Regions from separate parts of the Capsicum annuum genome. Here region 2 is linked to region 1. A link is a contact called in public Hi-C data. All regions are on one chromosome and are shown on one strand. The core of a region is the stretch at or near the end of the contact, and the rest is flanking DNA. Distances in the headings are between cores, read along the strand shown.

The links. Hi-C and Micro-C count contacts between places; a contact is called where the count stands out from the background.
Region 2: a Hi-C map of leaf shows a contact between it and region 1, with 2.8 times the contacts expected there. The contact joins two enhancer-like sites. A contact is called at or near these places in 2 of 5 Hi-C or Micro-C datasets (leaf and placenta).

What each region holds. Positions count from the first base shown.
Region 1 is chr9:89,444,192-89,446,967 of UCD10Xv1.1, reverse strand. LOC107842584 (protein SMAX1-LIKE 6) reads left to right here. Exons shown (of 4, transcript XM_016686515.2): 3 at 1-849; 4 at 1,346-1,735. The coding sequence ends at 837. Among protein-coding and RNA genes, the nearest start is that of LOC107842584, 8.3 kb to the left of the region's middle. Within about 2 kb of position 1,512, at least 2 of the 5 cell types and tissues checked have an H3K27ac peak or open chromatin away from gene starts, as enhancers often do. A contact at or near this core is called in leaf, where this site is marked.
Region 2 is chr9:89,718,478-89,721,277 of UCD10Xv1.1, reverse strand. It overlaps the pseudogene LOC107841425. Among protein-coding and RNA genes, the nearest start is that of LOC107841427, 150 kb to the right of the region's middle. Within about 2 kb of position 1,292, at least 1 of the 5 cell types and tissues checked has an H3K27ac peak or open chromatin away from gene starts, as enhancers often do. A contact at or near this core is called in leaf, where this site is marked.

The DNA of each region.
Region 1 (2,776 bases), core at 263-2,762:
GTTCGGAATAGCTTGTCTCGCTCTATCAGAACTGGTAAATTTTTGAACTTGCACGGGAAGGAAATCAGCGTCAATAACATGATTTTCGTGATTACCTCAAAATCTGCAAAAGTTACTAAAGATTTCCTTTCCAGTAAAGAATCTCTTGAGTTTTCAGAAGAAAAGATACTAGCAGCCAAGAACTTGCAGATGCAGATAGCAATTGGATCTGGCAATCAAAATAGGATTGAAGTGAAGAATACAAATTTGTGGATTACTTCAGGGGACAGAACATCAGAATCTTCCCCTGCATATAAAAGAAAGCAGACAGACAACAGTGACTCAAACAATGATAACTTGTTTCAAATGCCCAAACGTGTGTGCACTATCCCAAAATCTTCTCTTGATTTGAATTTGCCTGTGGAAGAGATGGAGGAGGAGAATCAACGTGATGAATGTGAAAGTGACTCTGGCTCTGAAGGTTCAAAAGCATGGTTGGAAGAAATCTTGGAGCAAATGGACAATAATGTGGTCTTCAAGCCATTTGATTTTGGAGCTCTTGCTGAGAAAATCTTAAAGGAAATCAACATAAACCTCCAGGAGATTGTTGGAGTAGATATTAAGCTGGAGATTGACTCAGAAGTAATGGTACAGATACTTGCCGCTGCTTGGTTATCAGACAGAAAGGAAGCTGTTGAGGATTGGGTGGAGAAGGTTCTCCGCAGGAGCTTTATGGAAGTCCGAAGCAGGTTCGGACATACTGATGATGGCGTCATAAGATTAGTTCAGTGTCAAGGAATTGCTGTAGAAGACCAAGTTCCTGGAATTTACTTTCCAGCTAAAATAACTATAGACTGATTTTTTAGTCAGGTATGTGTTCTTATGTACAAATGCCGTCAATAGCATTTCTGCATGTTAAGTTTCTTTGTGCATATATTCCTGTAATTTTGTTGATCCTTCTACAATTGTTTATTGTTGTATCTTTTAGAATTAGGTTATTTTGTTGTAATCATTGTACACAGAAGTATCTGTCTCTATCCCAGACCCTTGGTAGTTGCTTTCTCCCACTTGAAAAGTTTTAACTTTTCCGTTTTTCAGGAAAAGCTAGTTACTCCCGGTAATATATGTAAAGGCAGTTTTAAGATTCTAATGCGATAATGTGTTATTTTTGGTTTCTCTAGATTTTACTATTACTTCACTACATCTGTCTTTCCCCTTTTTGTTTCCTGTTTGTTGTTTTCTTTCGTTTAAGATTTGATATTTATGATTGTTTTGGTCCCACTCGATCATAACAACGAACAAACATAATATTCTGCTTAAAATTTTAAACCAATGGACTGAAGGCTTTTATGACTGCATTCATCAGGTTTAGTAGAATTGTTTTTGGAACCACTGCAAGATACCATTTTACAGAAGTGCTAGATCAAAATGGACCAGCTTCCGTTAAAACCCAGCAAGTGTGAGTCTGAAATCCATTTCATCTGGACCTGTAACATTGAAAGGAGGGGACCTTTTGATCCGGCACTTGGGGTTAGTAGTTTCCACAACAAACAAAGAGGGAAGAAGGTGAGAATTAGGAATCCATGAATGTAGCAATTAGTTTGCGTTAAGTTAGAAATTACCCTATTATGTATTTATAATTTTTGCCGCTAAACAACGTCTGCTAGTCTCACGAGAAAACTCTGTTGAAAATTGTTATTTTAACTGCAATTCATTTAAAAGAAAAAAAAGCTAAACTAAATAGCAACTTAACATATACGATGGTTGATGCACTAAGATGAAGATGGTCAATCTAGGAGATTAACTCGAGGAAGGAGAAGCTAATTCACGGTCTGTTAATTGAGAAGATGAGTCCGGCATTGAGAGGGAAAATTTTTCTAACAAAACATAACAAAACGGACACACTCCATTAAAAAATGTATTAAATCGGACAGATCGCCCATTTTCTACCGTTAACTTCGGTCTAGAAAATTATACATATATACAAATGCGAAGAAGCAGGCACGCCCATTTTGTACCCTTAACTTCGGTCTGCAAAGTAATTATACATATATAACATTTACGTATTAGAAAATTAATAATATTTAATAAAAATGTAAAATAAATAATAATGACATTTCTGTTTCAGCAATTTCAACCGTACGTTTTCGTTGACATGTCTGCTTGCTCCATGATTTTACTATATCACTCCTAGTTAATTATTATCTATCATTTACGTATTAAAAAATTAATAATATTTAATTAAAAAAATAAAATAGACATTTATAACATATCTGCTTTAGCTATTTCAATCGTAATTTTACTATAATACCTAATTAATTATTATAAGTCATCTAAGTATTAAAAATTAATAATATTTAATAGAAAAATAAAATAGACTTAAAATGATAAATTAACTCTTGCTTTTTAAAGTTAACTTGACATCTTATATGAGGTCAACTTAAGTTTTTTTTACAAGTATTTTTTATAGCAATTTTGCTATATATTAAAATAGTCGTAAAAGTATTATAAATCGCAATAATAAAAAAATTAAATTATTTTTAAAATAAAATTGACTATTAACGCTGCAAAATTTCGAACAAGGAGAGTAACATATATTATTTGAAAGTTATATAAATAGTATTATAAATTAAAATAATTAACAACTTGAAATATCTAAAAACATATTTAAAATATCATTGATTGTCTAAATTCTATTTGTGTCACATAAATTGAGACAAAAAAACACATATTGGGCCCATGCTAGTACGAACCCCTGAATATCTAGTTAAAAAATGGAAAAATTTCAGAAGTAGCA
Region 2 (2,800 bases), core at 43-2,542, 270 kb before region 1:
TTTATATTAGTAATACTGGGATTATCGTTTATGTAGTGTTTGGTTTGATGTATTGAAAATAATATGTATTATTATATTTTTAAAATAATATTAGTTGTTTACAAAAATAACCTCGACATACTGTAGCTTTGTGTATTTTCTTTGCAAAGCTTTATTATTCTTTTTTTTAAAAAAAGATCAACAATATAATTAATAACTTACTTTGGTATTTGAAGATTTAATCATTCATTTGCATGAATATTTTTTTTTGGGTTATCTTTTCTTTATTTGTTTAATATTTGTTTGTTGTTCCCACTTTATGGTGTTCTTAAGTTGAAGGGAGGTACATATAACTTTTGAATGAGGTAATAGAATCGCTATTAACATAAAATTGTGTTCCGTAGAGTGTTAAAGCTAAGCAAAAACATTATTTTTATTTGTGATATATCCTATTTTCAAAACTAAAGCTTGTACGCAATCATGCAATTTATTTTCGGGTTTTGACCAATGATTATTTTTTAAGTTAATTAAATAGTTTTTTAATGACAAATTATTTGGAGGAAAATTATCCTATTGATAGATTGAAAAGAAATAACTCGCATTGAATAAATTGAAAAAGATTTAGAAAAGATTTAAAGAAATTTGAGGGTATTTTGTCTTTACTCATATTTATCCAAGCACTACAATTCATGGATTACTAATATCACCAAATGGATTATACATCCTATAATACCATGTAGGATGTATAACTAATACATGCATTAGTTATACATTGCTCCAAATTTGTTGTCAAACAATGAATTAAATAATACCACATTTTAATACATGAATTAGAAAATTAATACATTTTAACAAATGACTCCTAAGTGTACTAACTAACAGAAGAATTGACTGACGAAGCCGATCAATCGACTCAAAAAAAAATTCAATTTAACCACCTTGAATTTCATTTTCACGTCGGAGGATGATATTTTCGAAATAGTCAAGCCAAACTTAGTAGGGTCGGCAAATTTTATTTACGTATGAGTTATGATCACATGACTATAGTAGGAGGGAAAGCCAAGGTCAAATTTTGTGGAGCTCAATTTTGATGTGCTAATTAACATACCAAGGTCAATATAACATTTTGTCATCACAGGAAAAAAAGTCGAAGCCAGAATTGCCTTTTCACCGTAATTTTATCACTCCTTTAAGACCAAAAAATCATCACGTCATGCTGAAATCTTAAGCTTGGCTTAACTAGTAAAGGGGAACCAAATATTTTGATGTCAGCCATAGGAATCAGGCAAAATTGTTTTGCGACATTAGCCTAAGGGGAAGTGTTTGCCTACCAGAAAACCACATCAAGGCCCTCTTCTTTTTGTTGATTTCAAGTGTTGATTCACTTTCGAACTATGAATATGTTATTCACTTTGCGACATTAGCCTAAGGGGAAGTGTTGATTCACTTTCGAACTATCACTTTCAAGTTTTTTTTGGTAACTCTTTGGCCCCCAAATTTTGGAGGGCCTCATTTTCTAATAATAGTATATGGATATGTTATTTATTTGTTTTTTAGAAAACAGTGCAATGTAGAAATTACAAAATATTTACAGCTTCCATCAAAATAATAGGGATGTTTTATTTTTCAAAAGTCACTTTGTATAATTTTTGAAGCTAAATTGGACTAGATTATGCTAATATTAAACGTTAGATATTCATAAGTTGTATAAAAAGATCTGTAAATTATAATTTTTTCGGGTATATATAATTTGACTCTCTAAAAATCAAACATGACAAATATTTTAGTATGAAAAAGTATAATAAAAAAGAAAACTTTCGAACTATGAATGATAGTATCGTGGAACTTTTAATAGGTAATATGAGTAACATTTAGATACTTATGTTCTTTGAATATAAATCTTTTTTGAATCATTAACATTTGACATTTGAAGTAGATGAGGAAAATTATGCCTTCTCGTTTTTTCCTTCTTAGAAGAAGATTTCACTTTTACATATTTTCCTTCATCAAACTAAGCAACAACTTTGCAAGATATTTATATACATAAGGGTGGGGGAGCGGGAGCGATAAGTTTTCTTCGCTATTATTTTTTTAAAAAAATTAAGTCTCATATTAAAGTTTTACGTTAAATCACCAAATTTATTGAGTCTCCCTTAGTCGAAGTAGTTTCTCTTCTTTCTTTTCTTATTTGGCTTTTTTCCTTCGTCTCTTATGATTTTGGAATAACTCTCTGTGAATAGATCCAAATAATTTTTCATCAGCTGTCATCTTTCCATTTCCTCTCCGCTTTAGACTCTTAAATGAAGAAAATTTCTGTTTCCGTTGTAGCTGAGTGCCATTTTATTGTTTCTTCATTATGCAAAGTCCAAAGAACTTGCCAAGGATCAATTAATTATGTCAAATTTTCTTATTGATATCTTAACAGGCTCAATGCAATTCTTGATTAATTTGGTTCACACTCAAAATGTCTAGTCGAGCCCCACATCGATGTGGGAGGTGGAATTTGGTTCCTTAACATGATCTTGGGTAATCATTATTACCGTATGAACTAACATTTGAGGTTAAATCAAAATGAGCTAGAATTGACTATCCAAGACTCCAATAAATAAATGATAGTAAGTGTTGACACAATGCAGAACATAGCTGGTAAAACAACTTTGGGGCAAACAGGACAAAATCAAGAATAAACTCATCACTCATGGAAAAGAATGTATCGTGTGGTAAACTCCTTAAAAAAGTGAATCTAGAAGGAAGTTGATGCAAGAGCAGTGGCTACATCAATGAAGATCGAAGTAGCTGTGAGATGAAGCGGCAGTTCCAC